Regions from separate parts of the Mus musculus genome. Here region 2 is linked to region 1. The links are chromatin contacts, called in public promoter capture Hi-C maps. All regions are on one chromosome and are shown on one strand. Each heading gives the region's core, a stretch centred on a gene start, on an enhancer-like site or on the middle of the called end of the contact. The rest is flanking DNA. Distances are from core to core; before and after follow the strand shown. Region 1 holds the start of Kdsr (3-ketodihydrosphingosine reductase). Region 2 holds the start of Serpinb5 (serine (or cysteine) peptidase inhibitor, clade B, member 5).

Region 1 (4,630 bases), core at 1,905-4,404:
TCATTAACCAAATGTCTGCTGAGGATGACTATAGAAGGATACACGTTGCCTTGGCTGAGTGTTATCTCCGTGGCTTCTGATATCAGGCTATCTTACGGGCTGTTCTGGTTTATGAACTTTTACTCCTCATAGTACTTGTCAGAGCCTCTAAAACATTTCCTCACATGCTTTATAATGCTGCCTTAAGCTGTTTATCTTCCCCGGATCACACATCCCCCCACACAGTTCCCCCACGCCCTATGGGAACCTTTCCTGAACACATCAGTCAGTCAGTCCTCCTGGCTGGTCACCATGTAGTCTGCACTCACTTTGGATATATCTTGGCTCCCTGGCTGAACTCATGGCTCCTATGGACCAATACCAAGCCAGCCTGTCTCACTCATCACAGACCATGCCAGGCCCCTGCACAAGCAGGCACTCAATAAATACTTTCCTCAGTTTGCAGAATGTTCTCCTATGTCATTTCCATGAAAACAAAAAACCAAAACAAAACAAAACGTCAAAGCTCACAAATAAAAGTCTCCCTATTTATTGTTCAGAAAGCTGATGGAGTTAGGAATGAGGTTACTGAGACATCTTTTATGCTCTGATGTATTATGTGAACAAAAGCCAGGGCGGGTTTCAGGAAAGCAAACAGTGTCACTTTCTCACATTGGGAGTGAGACCTGGTTTTCAGATCAAGGTGCATTCAAAGGGATCTAGCCAACGCAGCTAAGTCTTGAGTGGCATATAAGAATACAGTTAGGCTAATTCTGGAATATGTTCTTCTGGATGCTCTAAGAACTGGCGTGGGTTTTTCACAATGGCCGAGAAAACGTTAAATGTATACTATATCTAAACAGAGGGCCCCGAAGATAACCATTTACTTTCCCTTCCTTGACCACTCCTTGTTACTGATCACTACAAATACCATTTAAACGATACTGTCTCTTTAAGCGCAGCATACAGGCCCTACTAAGGGCACCAGCAACTTTCCTGCTGCTAGGAGCACTACTCTCAGTCATCCAGAAGGAGGGACACTGAACAATCATCTACTGGATGAGAAGACCAGCAAAGCTTTGCTGCTGTGATCAGACACCACAGCACCAGCGTATGTGAACTGCTCTAAAAACAAAGAGCTTGGCTCACTCTCCTGATCCCAGATCACAACTAAATCACATTTTACTCTTCAGATATTAAAAAAGGCAGATAGGGACACCATATGAATAAGCCATGCTATGTTGTTTATACCAGTAAACATACATACATGCATAGCGGTAATTATTTTTTATTGTATTAAAGCAGGATCCTGGGAGGGCTGGGAAGTGAGTGTTTTGGAGTGCATTATGTAAAGTTCCCAAAGAATCAATAAAAATATGTTGGGAAAAAGAATGCGTCTATTGAAACAGCCCTAACCTCCTCTGTGAAAGAGCCGGGGACTGGGGACACAAGAACAAGTACCAAGGGTAGTTGTGAGTACCTTGTAGTTGTCGAATTAGTTTTCATTCTGACTTTGGCTCTCCTCCCTTGCCCCACAGCTGAGCTATACAAGCACAAGTTGATTCAGCGTTGTGTATGTAGGTGCACCTGTGCAGAGGCTGGCAGTGTCTGGCATTTCAGTCACCCTGCACCTTAATTTTTGCGACAAGGCTTCTCCCTGAACCTGAAGATCATTCGTGCGTCTAGGCAAACTATCCAGTGAGCTCCAGGGATCCACAGGTTGTGGCCCCAGTGCTGAAGTTAGAGGCATAGGCCCAGTGAGCATGTGGGTGCTAGGGACCCTAACTCAGGGCATGATGCACGGCAAGCACTTTACCAACTGAGCCATTTCCTCAGCCGGCAAGTTCAACTGCTTTAGTCACGATTTTGTGGATGTAAAACTTTAGCAACTTGGCATGATTGTAAACTTTGGCTTTTTCTAATAACTCTTTCCACATCATGCATAGCAGCAGCTGGGAATAAATCAGTAATTTTACAAAAGACAAATTAATGGAAACACATGTTGTCATCCAGAAATTCTTGTTTGGGATAAATCATACTAAGATAACCACTCTATCCTGTAACAACGCAGTGGGGACTTACTTGGATGCACTCATGTAAGTCACCTAAGGGCACCAAGGAGATTCGTGCTGCCGGTTTGGATACTAGCTGTCCTTATTCGCAACTCCTCGCCTCACTGTGCCTCGGGTTTTGGGTCTATATAGGACACCGAGGAGAAATGCCAGAGTTGAGGCTCTGAGCTGTGGGGGCGGGGTGGAGGCATAGCCAAGCCTGCACATAGGAACGTGCGAGCTTCCGGACTTTAACAAACCAAACCACTCATATCTCCTTCCATCTTAAGCTTCTAATCAAGCTGGTTAGCTCTTCCTTCTGACGCCAGAAAGGACTGCACTTGAGCAGTACTCAGCAGACCCTGGCTGAGTTCAGAGACAAGCCTGCTGGCCAAACCTGCCAGGCCACCCCTCAGGTGTATCACTTCCTAGAAGCCTCTGGGGGCTCTTTGTCACTTGCACACGACACCCTACAGTCTCAGCTGCCTGGGCCAGCCCCAGAGGCCCAGACCCCCTCCTTGCTGTGGGCTCCTTAGGATTCCCTGGCTGTGGCTACTCCCATCCGGGTTTGCGCCCTTATCCTGCTAGTCACCGACTGCCGTGTCCTTGGCAAAGTTTCTCAGTCTCTCTGTTGACTCATTGGGGAAACTGAAGATCCAAACAGTGGCAGACAGGGATGCTCCGGGGATCAGCGAGCAGCAGAGCCCCTGAGTCCTGGAAACTAGGCTGGCGCCTTCTCCACGACACTGCCCTGTAGCCCGGCGCCTTGGAGGGCGGGTTCCTGAGGTCCGACAGGGCAGGGCAATGCCGGGGCTAAGGCAGTAGGTAACCCGCCCCACTCAACCGTTCCTTTCCGGGACCGTGGTCTCGTTGGCCCAAGCCGGCCAAGCAGTCCTGGGCAAGCTCAGCAACAGGAGGCCACTCACCACTACGTGCGCGCCGGGCAGCGCGAGGGGCTTGGGACTGATGAGCGGCGACACCATGTAGAGGAGCAGCACGAAGGCCACGAGGCCGGCAGCGGCCAACAGCAACATCTCTGCCGAGCGACTACTGGGAGATCACATGCACCAGCAGCCGGGAGTGTTTGGGTTTGCGAGCGAGGGCGGGACGGCGGCGAAGGGAAGAGGAGGAGCCTGGGCGGGGCGGTCTCCGCTGTCGGACTAGCTCCTGGGCCCGCGCCCCCTTCAGCTTCAGGCTGCGGCTGCGCAGGCTGTGCGTGCGTAGGCTCCGGGTACTTGGCCTCCCCGTTGGCCCGCCCGCCAACGTCGTGGGAGGCTTGCAAACGGTGGCTTTTGGATCCACGGATTTTGTTCTGTGCCTAAGTCCTGGTATTCTTCTTTGAAATCACAGATTCCAGTTCGTGTATTTATGGCTCACTCAGAAAATGGTCACCGCTCCCTTTCGCTTTGAGCGTTGACTTGGATTTCTGATAATTGAATTTCGCTGAAAACTGTACATACATCCTGTAACCAAAGCAGATGCAAACGCGGAGGCGCGGGGAGCCACCGTTGTAGAGATTTAATTCCAACATCTGGTCCACCGACTTAAAATAGTTTTAGTTTAGTGTCTAAACTATCGCCACAGTCTTTTGTCGCCCTACACAGCAACCCTATAGTCATTAACAGTCACAGTTCAGTTTCTCTCTCTCTCTCTCTGTATAGCCCTGGCTGTCCTGGAACTCACTTTGTAGACCAGGCTGGCCACGAACTCAGAAATCCACCTGCCTCTGCCTCCCGAGTGCTGGGATTAAACGCGTGCACCACAACGCCCAGCTCATTTTCTCTTAAATGGTGCAGTTATAGGCAATCACAAAGCTCTCTGGACTTGTCTATTCATACAAGTGGAGTTCTAATAATATGCCCTCTGCAGTGCCTAGCTTCTTTGACTTAGCATACTAAGATTCTTCCATACTGTACCTATCAGTATTTAATTTCTTTTTATTGTTGATAATATCCTAGTGTAGGCTAGATTATTTTTTCACTCATCACTTTTTGATCAAAACAATAACAAAAGAAAAAAAAAGCTACTGGATCCAAAAGGAAGGAAGGTCTTTTGCTAGAAAGCTTTAAGTCCTGTGCTAGATCCCTCTGGCCCCACAAGGTAGGTTGTCCTCTGACCTCTACTAGTATGTCTTGGCGTTCACCATCACACTCACTGAATACATTTTTGGTAAGGTCATGTATGGCCAGCCTCCTTTAAACAAAGCCATTCCTATTAAACCTCCCCAAAGCAAAGAAAGAACTTACTTTCTGGATTAGGATGATATAAAGCTAACATCTAGCCTTTGGCCAAAGCTCATTTGAGCAAAACAAACCTCCAACACTTGGAGGGTTCACTGGGTAGCCAGAGATTTTAAACTCTATTTCTCAATATAGCTGGCTATCCATATTGTATTATAATCGTAACAAAGAACAACCTGTGCTATTGTGTCACAGTAAGGTATTAAATCCCAAATCTATGTACTTTCACATATAAGCTTTTGAGTGTGCATGCTTTGGCTCTCTCATCGCTGGCCCTCAAGCCACTCTGCAACAGCATTTGAAGGGCTCTGCCAGACCATTTTCTTAAGTAGTAGCATAACTTTTCACTCAGCTAGGTCA
Region 2 (4,944 bases), core at 306-2,805, 100 kb after region 1:
ATGTGGTGCCTCTAACTGTCGAACAATCAGAATCATGCTTTGTTTGGGATCCTTAGGGGTTGCTGAACTACTACCATCTCTCCAGAATGGGCAAAGAATGAACAAGAATGTAGCAGAGGAAATTAAAACATGAAAAAGGGAGAGTTGAGCAGTCACTAAGAGTTAAGTTTTAAGATCTCTGGAGGTCTCTGGATCACAGTGACAATCAGGGAGGAGCCCAGTGCAGAGCGAATAGTTGTGATGAATTAGATGTTAATACCCCAGTCCAGCCTTTTGTGATTGTTCCCTGAGCTTTTTTGAGGACTAGGGAAAGTGCTATTAACTGCTGTCATATATGTGCATACACATTTCACCTCACAACTGTGAAGAATCGAGGTGGAGAGAGATTAAGCATGTTGTTTAGGATTTCTCCAACAGTAAGTGGTAGGAACAGTTTGCAAACTTAAGACTACACTCAAACCTATGCTTCCTTCACTTCAGCTAGATACCGGTATCTTATGAACTGCATAGTCCATATCCCTATCTTCATGATCTTGCTTCACGTGGCCCATTGATGCCTGAAATGCTCCTTTCAGAGTTGAATTTATTTATTTATTTATTTATTTATTTAATGAGTTTGGTCTTGGCTAATAGGACTCAGGACGGGAGAAGGAGAAGCTGTCTACCTTTCATTCACTGAGTCAAGCACCCATTGGCTGTAGTAAGTCATGGGGATATCAAGGAGGGCTGTTAAGAAATGAGTGGGGCTGGTTCTTATCTTTCAAATTCTAGTAGTCAGTGTGGAGGATGCTGAAGTTAAAAGTGATGATGAAACGAACTAGCACATGAACAACAAGGATGTTTGCATTGGAAAACACACTGGCTCACTTTCAGGAGCTTCCCTGACAACAGGACAGGAAAACAAAACAAAACAAAGCAAAGCAAAACAAAACAAACAAACAAACAAACAAACAAACAAAACAGATCTCACTGCTGATTGAGGAGCTGCAGGAGTCCTGGAATTGTTAAATCAGACTCTCCGAAAATGTTTCAGGACAAAGCTGTGTTCTCTATTAGGACACTCCCACCCTTGCAATTCTAGTAAACTATCTCTCCTAATCAATTTGGTAGTGTGTATTTTGCCTGTAATGCTGTGTATGTTATCAGAATGATCGATGGCGCTCTAGCCCTCTACACAGAAAAAAATGTGAGGTCAGACTTAGAATTTGTAGTAATTTTTTTCTATCACCACCTATTCTTCTCTTATGTCCTCCCATTTATCCCTCTGGCTCTGCCTTGGCAGGTAGGGTTGGTTGTCTTTATTTGCTTATACGTGCGTATGCTTAGCTCAGGGCAGGATCCACCAACAGAACCTTCCTGCCCGTGCTTGTCGCAGGCCATCAGAAACAGTGCAGACAGCAGCAGCAAGTTGGGCCTGAATCATGTCTTCCAATCTTGCACAGGCTGCCAAGAGTCATGAGTAAGCTCAGCAGTTGGGTGGTGCAGGCAGCGCAGGCTGGGCGGGGCCAGGCTGGAAGACCTGGGTGTGGTCACAGGTGAGCACAGCTCCCCAGGCAGAGAGCACAGCTTTCACTGCCTCTGAGCTCCTTCGGCTTTTTCCCCCCTTTTGCATCTTGTTTCCCGGGATACCTGCAACTCAAGGTAAGCAAAGGGAGGTCGCAGGGCTGTTGAGTTCTCTCTCAGGGACAAGTCATATAATAGTTAAGGGGTTGACTCCAAATGTTGAAGAAAATGGTTGTGTTTTATCAAGGGTAGCGTGGCTTCAGTATGATGAGCCTCGGTGCCAGCTCCTAAGGTTTTTGTGTGCCCAAAGTGGCTCTGGGGGAACTACCACCACATCGCCACCTACATTCAGAATATGAAGAAGGCAGAGGACAGGAGGCTTGGCTGATGGTGCTGGGGGTTGAGGTTGGGGGTGAGGGGGAACAGCAGTGATTCCGGGAAGACAGCCGGACAGTGAGGAGGTAGGAACCAGGATGTACTCAAGATGCCAATCTTTGAAAGGGTGTGGTAATGAAAGCCTAGAGAAGGTCGAAAAGATAGGAACAGGGGCTTACCTTCGTAGTGGACATTAAGGGGTTGAACTTCTTGTCATTTTAAGCGTTAGATCAGTGCTCATTTTCTGACACCCATGTTCTAGGCAGAAATCAGCCCTCCTTGCTCAGCAAACTTTTAAAAAGTTGTGCACAACATAAATCTTGAACATTTGAGATGTAATGGTTATTGTCTTTTCCTGATGGGTTGTAATAATAATAAGTATGATGATAATAAAACAATGATAACAATAATAGCTTAATGACATTGTTCAAAGATTTCATATTGAAAACTCCATTTAATATAAGTTAATATAATTTGTTTAATTTAATTTAATACAAGTTGTTTCATTTACCCAAATTGGAACTCAGAACTGGGGGACCTTGACCAGTGTTTGCTCAGTGGCAAGGTGGCACATGACTTGAAGGAGAGGTGACTTAAACGGAAGGAGGCCTTCAGACTATTCTCATGACACACGTTCTGAAAACATTTTCTTTCATGTCCTCCTTGTCCCAAGAGGATCTTTAACCAAACTGTGTTACATGCTTCAGTCACCTTCAAGTAAGTGCAAGTGTGGATGAGTTCTGACATGGGTGGAGAAAAGGAACCCTAGCAAAAAGGGAGTCTAGAAAGTGAGTCAGCGGCTTTGTACCATGCTTCCTCACGCCTCATAGGGTGCCATTTCAGTCCCTCCGGGTTTGGGGTTGACTTTGGAGCATGCAGTCTCAGCAGTTTGGGCTAACTAGGTGTGGCCTGGTCTGGCATTGTCTGGCAGTAACCCAGTGGGTCAGCAGTGAAGCTCAAGCTTCAAGGAACCAGGTGTTGCCACGATGGCATAGACTGTATGAGACTATGTATTTAAAATTCTGGTACCAATTTTTCTCCTCCCAGGGTCAGAAAGTGATGCATAAAGGCTGTGTTCTTACGCATTGGGTCATATTATTGCCCTAGGATCAGCCACATCAAAGCTCCAAGGGAGATGGGCCTGGTGACAAATGCTTGGGATCCCAGTCTCTTGGGAAGCTGAGGCAGGAGAATGGCCAAGTTAAAGGTCCAGATGGGAGAGGAAGAGTTCAAATCCAGCCTGGACAACATAGGAAGACTTGTTTTTGTTTGTTTGTTTTAAATACAAGGACTGGGGTCATAACTCCATGGTAGAATACTTGCCATAAAGCTCCAGTTTCAATCTTCAATTCAATAGTGAAAGAAAGAATAAATAAATAAATAAATAAATAAATAAATAAATAAATACCTAAGAGAGGCCTTTGATCATCTGCATTCTGTACAATGAGGCAAGCTAGGCTACAGACTATCCATACAACTCTGATGCTGAAAATCAAACCGTGTTTGAGACAGTATCTTAACTTACTATGTAGTGCCACAAGCGCATTCTGTAGGGCAGGCTGGTCTTGAACTCACACCACTCAAGGCAATCCTCCTATCTCAACCTTCTTGGTCTTGGTATTATAGTATAAACTATCAGGTCTGGCAAATTTTAGTTTTTTTTCCATTTTTTATTAGGTATTTAGCTCATTTACATTTCCAATGCTATACCAAAAGTCCCCCATACCCACCCACCCCCACTCCCCTACCCACCCACTCCCCCCTTTTGGCCCTGGCGTTCCCCTGTACTGGAGCATATAACGTTTGCGTGTCCAATGGGCCTCTCTTTCCAGTGATGGCCGACTAGGCCATCTTTTGATACATATGCAGCTAGAGTCAAGAGCTCCGGGGTACTGGTAAGTTCATAATGTTGTTCCACCTATAGAGTTGCAGATCCCTTTAGCTCCTTGGGTACTTTCTCTAGTTCCTCCATTGGGAGCACGTAGTCCCCCGCCCCACCTCTGTATATGAGAGTTCATATGTGTGCTCATCAGATGAGTGTGGCAGATAGTCTGTAGATAGGATGGACCTATATCATTTAACTGTAGGCATGTAGGACAGCAGTCATAAACTAGGGTGGTCTCAGGCAAAGTGGAATGTATAATTACCCTGCCCATGGGGACCTTTATGTTTCCAGATTGACTACTGGCTTGGTGCTTAATACTTGGGAAATCCTTATGTAAGCTATCAGTTCAGAGAAGTGAGTTTTCTTCCCTCTTTCTAGTGCATGTGCCTCCATTCATTCATTTTATTTTTAATTGAAACATCATTTCCTCCTCTCTATCCTTCCCCAGCCCCTCCCAGGGTGTTTCCCCTCAAATCCCTCCCACGGCCCTCACTGTGAAATTGATAGCATCTATTTATTCTATTGCATTTGTTAGACACACACACACACACACACACACACACACACACACACACACACAGAGAGAGAGAGAGAGAGAGAGAGAGAGAGAGAGAGAGAGAGAACACAGATACACACAGAGACCACATAGAGACCCTCATATCATATATATGCTTCTGTGAGTGGATACAAATATGTTTAAATAGAGCCTGCTGAATATGTTTTGTTTGTGAGTATCTATATGATTTCAAAGCTGGCCACTCTGCATTGGACAGCCAATGAAGGGCATTATCCTTAGAAAGGGCTTCTCCCAGCAGTCAATAGTTCTTTGTCTAGGTATTGAGCCCATCAAACCCTCTCCCCCTTCCATGTTAATGTGTTCATTGATATTTCCATTGTTCTGGTCCTGCTTATGAGGCCATTCATAGGAAAGACTCACAACACTCTTCCCCATATTCTGGGTCTTACAATCTTTCTATCCCTCTCCCCAAAATGTTTCCTGAGTCATAGATATAGGAGCTGTGATGTAGATGTTCATGGAGTTGGGCTTTTCATGATCTGTCAATTTCTCCATTGTGCCCAATTGTGGGTTCTTGTGTTTTCCTGTAATCTGGATTCCTCCATTTGCAGTAAATAGAAGCTTTTTATGTGTGGGGATAATGAGGAGGGGTCTCCAGCTGGTG

What was found. Capture Hi-C pulls out chosen DNA fragments and counts their contacts.
Region 2: a contact with region 1 is called in a promoter capture Hi-C map of pancreatic islet. The contact joins the promoter of Serpinb5 here to the promoter of Kdsr in region 1. A contact is called at or near these places in 9 of 484 Hi-C or Micro-C datasets (the AML12 cell line, B cells, CD4 T cells and 6 more), 3 of 115 datasets of contacts at active chromatin or transcription factors (embryonic stem cells, memory CD8 T cells and stem cell-derived neural progenitor cells) and 2 of 9 other capture datasets (liver and pancreatic islet).

What each region holds. Positions count from the first base shown.
Region 1 is chr1:106,756,588-106,761,217 of GRCm38.p6, forward strand. It overlaps Kdsr (3-ketodihydrosphingosine reductase), which reads right to left and starts at 3,155. Exons shown (of 10, transcript NM_027534.2): 1 at 2,957-3,155. The coding sequence starts at 3,064.
Region 2 is chr1:106,859,620-106,864,563 of GRCm38.p6, forward strand. Serpinb5 (serine (or cysteine) peptidase inhibitor, clade B, member 5) reads left to right here and starts at 1,556. Exons shown (of 7, transcript NM_009257.4): 1 at 1,556-1,641.